Linked DNA regions of Sus scrofa: regions 1 and 2 are each linked to region 3. A link is a contact called in public HiChIP or PLAC-seq data. All regions are on one chromosome and are shown on one strand. The core of a region is the stretch at or near the end of the contact, and the rest is flanking DNA. Distances in the headings are between cores, read along the strand shown.

Region 1 (2,700 bases), core at 116-2,615, 270 kb before region 3:
ATCGCCCACCCTAAGAAGCCCTGTCCTGGGCCAGGTGGGAGAACCTGCCTCGTTTCGGCTTCTGCAAACCCATTTGACCTTCAGACTAAGTTCAGGTCTCCAACTTAGCCTTTATCAGAAAGACAAGTGTAGAGTACCTGTTGTGGCTCAGGGGTAAGGAACCAGACTCTATCCATCAGGACGCAGGTTCGATCCCTGGCCCTGCTCAGTGGGTTAAGGATCAGGCATTGCCGTGAGTTGCAGTGTAGGCTGCAGGCAGGGCTTGGATCTGACGTTGCTGTGGCTGTGGCATAGGCCGGCAGTTGCAGTTCCACCTTGACCCCTGGCTTGGGAACTTCCGTATGCCATGGGTGGGGCCCTAAAAAAAAAAAAAAAAAGGAAGACAAGTGCTATTTCCATGTTCAATCTATCTCATTCAGGCAGAGGAAGAGGGCTCTATTGGCTGCCCCATCAGAAACCCCACTCTGAGTAGGATCTCAGGGGTGCCCTGGGTGGTCCAGGTTGAGGAGTGATTTTATGGCTCGGCACCTCTGAGCTGAGACACCCCAAGCTGGATTCCCAGGGGCAGGAGCTCAGGGCAAGTACCCTCCACCCCTGCAGACACACTGTCCCACCTTCCTCGCCCAGGAGTGAAGAAGGCCAAGGGTCCTGCTCTGGATGGGAGCTCAACGTGCCTGCCTTCCCCGTGGTGGAACCCCTCCACCCTGCCCCAGGGCCTGTTTTCTTTGTCAAGTCTCCATGGGGCTCCTCAGGTGAGGTCAAGGAGAACCCCCAACCCTTACGGATTGATGCTGAGTCCTTACACGTTCTAACTTGTTTAATCCTCAAGCATCCCTATGGGGAAGCTACAGTTCTGATCCCTGACTGACAGATGGGGAAACAAAGTCAAAGAGACTTTCAATACCCCGCCCAGGTCATGTGGCCTCGAATGGTAAGTGGCAGCCCTGAGGTTTCACTCCAGGCAGGCTGGTCCAGAGTCCACACTCCAAACTCTGTCCTGGGCTCCCTAGGGCCAGCTAGATACTGGCTGATGACGCAGGGACCCTGGCCACCAAGATCTCCCCGCCTGGGGGCTTTGTCGGCCCCGGTGTTCCTGCATGCCACATGCTCAGGCTCAACCTTTCTGGACACCCCCCTTCCACCCCGCCTTCTGCTCCCAGCAGACACCTTTGCACCCGAGGAACAGATGGGGAAGCAGAAGCAAGTGTGTCCGTCCAACTGTGACTTTCCTGAGTGAAGGGACTTTCCAAAGGTCCCGCCCTGCTGCCTTCTGCCTCTGATTTTCCCGGGACCCGGGATGCCTGGAAGGGCTCAGGAAGATGACGGGTGCAGGACCTCAAGGGAAATGAAAACAGAAGCACCTGCAAGGACGGCGTTTAACGTCCACGAGTTTCACTTTCTTTATTTAGACAGGAGGCTTGAAATTCCATCTCCCTGACTTACTTCTCTTTGCTTCCACGTGAGTCTCAGTACTGCTTCTTGCTCTTCCTCCCCCGCCTGTCCGCCTCTCCCCCTCTCCCCCTCCCCCCTTGCCCCTGGAACATCAGCAGTCGCCTTGGCCTTGGAAGCCACCGCGTCCTGCCCTTTCGCCTCCTCTCTTTTCTTGCGTAGGCGGCTTTCCTGGGTTCAAAGCCAAGGCTGCCCTGCAGACACCAACATCTTTTTTTTTTTTTTTTTGGAGTTCCCGTTGTGGCTCAGCAGGTTAAGAACCCTACTAGTATTCATGAGGATGTGGGTTTGATCCCTGGCCTCTTTCAGTGGGCTAAGGATCCGGCATTGCCGTGAACTATGATGCAGGTCACAGATGCAGCGTGGCTGTGGCTGTGGTGTAGGCTGGCAGCTGTAACTCCAGTTTGACCCCTGGCCCGGGAACTTCCACATGCCCTGGGTGCAGCCCTAAAAAGAAAAAAAATAAAATTATCTTCAGCAAAGCTCTTCTGTGGCTCCCAGTTGCCTCCCTGCAGAAGACAGCGCCCCTCCTCCTGGCACACCAAGGCAAGCCCAGATCTGAGCTAATTTTCCAGCCACTGCTGCTCCTGTGTACTCTCTTCCTCAGTCAGCTCAGGCAACTGTCTTTTTCCTGGACACATGTTGACTCTGCCTTTGGCTCCTGCCTCCCCCTCTGGCTGCCTCCCCGCTCCACGTCATTGACCTTTGCTGCAGTCCCAAAACCCCCTTTTGGGGACATCTCCCTGGGCCCCAGTCAGAGCCACGCTTCCTTCCTCTCCTCTGGTGCTGGTTCATGCCTGCTTGTGACACACACCTCCCAGGGGTGCCGTGTCCCCTCTGGACGGCAAGCATCCCCAGGGACCCAGCCAGAACTCCCCCAACCCCCCAGAACTCCTTCCTGAAATGTAGGAGCCACCTCCCGAGCTGTCGCCTCCACCAGCCCAGACCAGAGGCTTCTCCTAGCTTCCCCCGCTCAGATGCTGAAAGCCCAGCTCCCCTGGGGCTCACACCAGCCAGCTTTGCGTCCTTCCTCCCACCCAGGCATCGGCCTCCAGGTTTCTCCCATGGGTTCCATCTCTTGTCCTCATCTTGAGTGAGTTCAGAGTCCCCCTGGGTGATCCATCACACTTCCCAATATCACAGAATCCCAAGGACCCCCCCGCCTCCACCTCCCAAAGTCACACCCGGGACCTTGTCCTCACCTCAGAAATATGCTGCCTTCAAACCCTGGACTCCAGCTCCTGTGAGCCG
Region 2 (2,700 bases), core at 65-2,564, 300 kb before region 3:
GTTTTAGATCTTCTGTCTCTACCACCTGCAATATGCACAAGCTTCTTAAAGCAGGTGGACCACATGTGACCAACTGTCCCAGTGTGCCCAGGACTGGCCAGGATTTAGCACTGAAAGTCTTAGACAAACCAGGACAGTTTTTCACTGACTACACATCTGCTGAGCTCCAGAGGCTCAGGACAGGGCTCTTAGTGTCACAAAGCATTCCGCTAATTCTACTCAAGATACGCCTAAGAAGGTAGACAACGCACTGTGAAAAGTAGCTGTGGATGGGATGGGGGGAGGGAGGGCGAGTGACCCAGGACCTAATCCTCGGCCGAACTCTTCCCATGTTGGTTATTTCAAAAGCCCAGAAGAAAAGAAGCTGCTTCATCCCCCGCAGATCACCCCACAAGATGCATTCCACAAGTCCCCGAGATAGACACCCTGTGCCTGGCCACTTGGTCTGAGAAATCCTCTGCCACACAAGGAAACGAGTTCTGACTCGGCTTCCAGCACCGAGACACCTGCGATACACAAGTACACACACCTGAAGGAGGAACCCAGGAGCGCTGGAAGTGGGGTGTCCCTTTATCCCACAGATCACACCACGTTCATGGTCTGTGTGTACATACTCACCACACACACACACACACACACACACACACACACACACGCTTTAAAATCCTGCAGTTTTGAATCAGAAAAACTACAGCAAAAATGTTCATTGAACATCTGGGTGCCTTAAAACAATCTCAGGAGACTGTCTCAGATCTGACCCAGCCTCGCTGAACTGCTTTCTGGCGCCTCCTCTCCCGAGTAACAGGTTGTTCTCAGCCTCCAGCCGACCATCGCCCCTGGCTTCATATGCTCCACTATAAACAGGTTACAAACAGCCCTAATCAGCATAGTCTTTAAAAGACAGACACGTATCCATACACAGAACAAATAAGTCACTTAATAACATCAAGCAGCACTAGTGGACCGCAAGGGATGCCCTCCTCCACTCCTGTCCACAGGCTTGGTCCCACCATCTCTTCTCCGAGTTGGGTCCCTGCGCACCTTCCCCAGCTCAGGCGACAAGACCACGCTCACCTTCTGGAGAAATGCCATCCTCGGCCTGTACTGCTGGCCTTGGTGTCGGATTGTCATCCTGGACCCTGGGTGAATTCACAACCAGGACCCAAGCGAGAGAGAAAAGGGAGAGGCCCCGCGACAGAGAGACGGCGAGGGCGTCCCCGGGCGGCGCGGGGAGCGGGGCGCGGGGCGCGGGGGGCGCGGGCGGGCGGCTGCTGCCTGCGGCGCCCCTTTACTCGCGCGGCTCGCGCCCCCGGGGAAGCAGCCGGGATCCGCGCCAGCCAATCAGCGAGCCGCGCCGCCGGCTCCGGAGCGTGCGCTGCGCTTGCGCCCACCTGTCGCCAGGGGGCAGCGTCCGTCTCGGCTGGGACCCCCGGGGAGCTTCAGGTAAGACCTGCGTGTCGGGGACCCGCAAGTGGAAGGATCTGTCCCCGAGAGCGAGCCTTTTAGGCAGGATGGGACTTCTATACAGAAGGGCAGCAAGGCAGCCTCACTAATAAGTGCAGCGGAAAACGCCGGCTTTGCCATGTCATGCCACTAGCCAGTGGGACAGCCTTGGGTGAGTTCCTTAAAATCTCTAGGTCTCAATTTCTTATGTGAAAAGGAAAAGTTAAAAACCGGATAATAATATCCAACAGCAGCGTTGCTCTGTAATTTAATGGGGATGTGTGGGACACCGCACTCGGCCCTCAAGGAATGTTTAGAGGAGAAACAAATCCTATGCGGAATGGGTGAGATGTTGGTTAATGAAAGAAAGGAGGGGAAAAGGATGGGAGAAAAGCTGGAGTCCTGGTTGGGCCAGTGGCGCGATCTGCACAGCTTCTTTGGTCCTTAGTGTTTTTCTCTCTCTGGATATAAAAGGACAATGCTCCTGAGTATCGCAGGCCAGGCTCTGTGCTGGAGCCAGAACTCCAAAGTGGATTATGACCCAGTCCTACCTCAAGGAGCTCACAGGTTAATGGGGGAAGAAGAATCCTTCAACAAAATGTTATAAAACAAAAATCTGTATATGACAGAGATCTAGTCGATGCAATACAGGACTTTCAGAAGGCTTATCTAGCCTGAGTGGAAGGGAAGATCAGGGAGACGTCCTGCAGGAAGGAAGATGGGAAGTTAACCGGGTAGAAACAGATAAATGCAAGTACATCACCGAGAACAGCGCTGGGATAGGCACAGAGGCGCGGGTCCACGTGGCTTGAGAGTGGCATCAAGGAATTTATTGGGGAGTTCCCATTATGGCCCATAGGAAGCGAATCCGACTAGTATCCATGAGGACGCAGCTTCGATCCCTGGCCTCGCTTGTGGGTTGGGGATCCGGCATTGCCGTGAGCTGGGGCATAGGTCGAAGACTCAGCTCAGATCTGGCGTTGCTGTGGCTGTGGCATAGGCCGGCAGCTGCAGCTCCGATCTGCCCCCTAGCCTGGGAACCTCCATAGCCCCGAGTGCAGCCTTAAAAAAGCAAGAAAAGGAGTTCCCGTTGTGGCGCAGTGGTTAACAAATCCGACTAGGAACCATGAGGTTGCAGGTTCGGTCCCTGCCCTTGCTCAGTGGGTTAACGATCCGGCGTTGCCATGAGCTGTGGTGTAGATTGCAGATGCTGCTCGGATCCCGAGTTGCTGTGGCTCTGGCCTAGGCCGGTGGCTA
Region 3 (2,851 bases), core at 261-2,760:
GAAACAGAAAATACTAAAGGGTAGTGCATATTTTAAAGGTAAACATCATGTTGCAAATGGCTTTACAGTGATATTACATAGATGGATATGGGGTAATGTTGTAATATGGATTTCGTATCATGGGCTGTGGTCAAAGAAAGCTTGAAAGTCACTCATCTATCCAGGTTGCCCAGCTACCCGATGGCACATACAGTTGTTGCTGTTTTGTTTTTTTTTTCCCCAAACAAAGGCATATTGTTTAGCATAGGGTGTTTTTTAAACAGAAACACAAAGGCAATGGGAGCCAGAGTTGCTTATGGTACAGGATGGCCTTAATTACACCACCGAATGTTCAATATTAGCATAGCCCGGCCACAGGCAGCCAACACACAAACCTGAAGCTGACTCCAAACAAGGAACACAACAGAAACTGGTACAGCAGGAAATGGGAAACTGGGAATTGCTGCCTGATGCTCTGGGTGCACATTCCAAAGAGATTATTCCATATGGTCCACAGAGCTGGAGTCTAACATGAAAAGAGGTAAGGCGTTTGCTTCTGGGGGGGTGGGGGGGGGCTGAATCCTCCAGATGTTTGAAACAACTCCAGGCTCTCTGGCCAAAGTCCAAAAGTGAACATCAAGGTGAAACATTAAAAAGCCACTCAAAAAGCAACAGGGTGGAGTTCATGTTTCTCGGAGAAGGCAGCCCCAGCCCGGGGCCGGGAAAGGGTTCCTAGACTGGGAGAAGGAGACTGTGTCTCGCTGAGTGGGTTAAGTGAAAACCCAGTATAGACCAATGGCAAAGTTTCTGACGTCCAGAGCCGGCAGGCGAGGTGCTCTGCGCTGGGGCTGGGGCAGGGGCTGGCCTGGCCGCAGGGATAGGCTGCCTCTTTGTCATTGGCCCTGCCCAGATGCCACGTTGAGATGCTCAAGGACAAATGGGAAACTTTTTCCTGTGCTCCCATCTTCCCGGGCCTCAACACTTCGCCTTCGGTCAATTTGCAACCCCCGCTCCTTTCCCATCTCCTTTGTTTTGGCCACTGCTCCTCCTTCTCCAGACCCCCACTTAGGTCATTACCCTCCTCCCTCGCCCCCCACATTCCTTAGCCTCCTTTAGCCCCATTCCCCTGGCTAACTCCCTCCTTCCTTCTCGGCCGGCCGCTCCTGGCTCTCCGCCTGCAGCGGGGGATGGGGGCGCTCAGCCCCCCTGCTGGAAGAGGGGAAAAGAGGAAGGGGTGGCTACCAAGACCCGCACCAGTCCGGGGAAGCACCAGCCTTCCCTCCGAGGGCCGATTGGGACGTAGGCCTGTGCCTCTTGCTACAAGCTGCCGACTGGACAACACCCCTGATCGCCACTTTTTCTCTCCCACCTCCCGTCAGGGCTGGTGCCTCGGCTTACGTGCAGTCCTGGTTGAAAGAGAAGCAGCTGAGCGCCGCCTCGACCCTGCCTGGGGGGCGGCCCGCGGCCTCGGCCTCCATCGGGGTTCGACCCGGGGAAGCCGCAGCTCGGAGCGGGCGACAGCCACCTCAGCAGCCCGCTGGCGCCGGCTCCGCGGGCCGGGGCGCCGGCCCCCCTCCGCCCCTAGCCCCGCCCCGCCCCAATTAGCTCCGCCCCTTCTCGTCCTGCCCCGCCCCTCATGCCGGCCCTCCCAGGACTAAGCAGCCGAGAGGGCGGGGTCCCCACTGCCTACCCCCATTGGTCGAGGGCCCCTGTCGCGGCGCACCCTTGGCCAATTGCCGATGGCTGTGGGCAGAATCCCTCTGTTGGCAGCCCGCCCCCAACTCCGTGAATCGGTTTGCCATTGGGCGAAGGTGAGTGACGCAAAGGCTGCAGGACACGTGGTGGTGTTTTCATTGCCAGGGCGGTGGGGCGGAGCGCGGGAAGGGAAGAACGAGTGCAGCTCCCGCCAGGCCTGCTGGCACTGGTCTGGCTTCTACGTCGTGGCGGCGGCAAAGGAGAAAGAGGACGCGCTCCTTCTCACTCCACCCAAGCCTCTGTCCTGTGTAATACTCGGTCTATTGAACTACAGAGTTTAGTAGAGAGCGTTAGACGCCAAAAGCCCCGCCCTCTTGCAGAGTCTTGAAGCTGCTTTGAAAACTATTTCCAACTTGAGGATGCTAAGGCCAGATAAATAGTAAGTTATCTTATCCATTGCCCTGTGGTTGAGAACTCTTACTGCAGGTCAAGCACTGTGTTAACTATGTATATTATCGCCTTGAATTCTTATAAAAGTTTGTGAGGAAAATAAAATTATGCCCAATTTTAAAAAGCTGCAACGAAGCACGCAACTGCTGAACAATTCTTTCTGAAGTAACACACTAAATGGTAAAATGTGAGTGTGTCTGATTTCAAGATCTGTGCACCAAATGACTCTGTTAGACAGTACTTGGCAAAGCCTATCTGATCTGTAGTTGAAAAAAAATGAACGTGTGTGTTTAGTGTGGTGTATTTTATGAAAGGAATGACGTATCAAAGACAGCATAATTAAAAACTCACATAATTCCAGATGAATCCTGACAAAGTGTCTCTTTTCCCAAGCTAAATACATATTGCCACGTAGAATTAGCAACACAGTTGGTAATCAGCAGCTCTGCTAATTTTGAATTTATATAATTACTGACGAATTTTTTAATTCATGCTTTGCAAATTTTGAGACCAAATCATATTTTATTGTTGTTTTACCACAGCGTTTCAAACTGGCATAGTTCAAATCTTCTATTTTGTGACAAAGCTATATATATGGTTTTTTTTGGAAATTGGGCCTACAGTAGGTGAGCAAAGAGCACTATTTCACTTCAGCTTTTCTAACTAACTTCTGGTTTTGGTTTTCTGAAATGCAAATAAAGGAGTTTCTTCTTTCAATGCTGTTGTT

The links. HiChIP or PLAC-seq counts read pairs in DNA pulled down with a chosen protein or histone mark.
Region 1: a contact with region 3 is called in an H3K27ac HiChIP or PLAC-seq map of alveolar macrophages. The contact joins the enhancer-like site here to the promoter of WIPI1 in region 3. A contact is called at or near these places in 1 of 5 promoter capture datasets (liver), 9 of 47 Hi-C or Micro-C datasets (blood, embryonic fibroblasts, omental adipose tissue and 4 more) and 2 of 2 datasets of contacts at active chromatin or transcription factors (alveolar macrophages and skeletal muscle).
Region 2: an H3K27ac HiChIP or PLAC-seq map of skeletal muscle shows a contact between it and region 3. The contact joins the promoter of RGS9 here to the promoter of WIPI1 in region 3. A contact is called at or near these places in 2 of 5 promoter capture datasets (fetal liver and liver), 11 of 47 Hi-C or Micro-C datasets (alveolar macrophages, embryonic fibroblasts, fetal heart ventricle and 6 more) and 2 of 2 datasets of contacts at active chromatin or transcription factors (alveolar macrophages and skeletal muscle).

What each region holds. Positions count from the first base shown.
Region 1 is chr12:11,985,061-11,987,760 of Sscrofa11.1, reverse strand. No RefSeq gene overlaps it. Among named protein-coding and RNA genes, the nearest start is that of GNA13, 19 kb to the right of the region's middle. Within about 2 kb of position 1,365, at least 27 of the 83 cell types and tissues checked have an H3K27ac peak or open chromatin away from gene starts, as enhancers often do. A contact at or near this core is called in alveolar macrophages, liver, omental adipose tissue and 3 more, where this site is marked.
Region 2 is chr12:12,013,935-12,016,634 of Sscrofa11.1, reverse strand. RGS9 (regulator of G-protein signaling 9) reads right to left here and starts at 1,314. Exons shown (of 19, transcript XM_021066722.1): 1 at 1,075-1,314. The coding sequence starts at 1,131.
Region 3 is chr12:11,713,991-11,716,841 of Sscrofa11.1, reverse strand. WIPI1 (WD repeat domain, phosphoinositide interacting 1) reads right to left here and starts at 1,510. Exons shown (of 13, transcript NM_001190294.1): 1 at 1,378-1,510. The coding sequence starts at 1,457. LOC106507955 (a long non-coding RNA gene) reads left to right here and starts at 1,607. Exons shown (of 3, transcript XR_001304383.2): 1 at 1,607-2,113.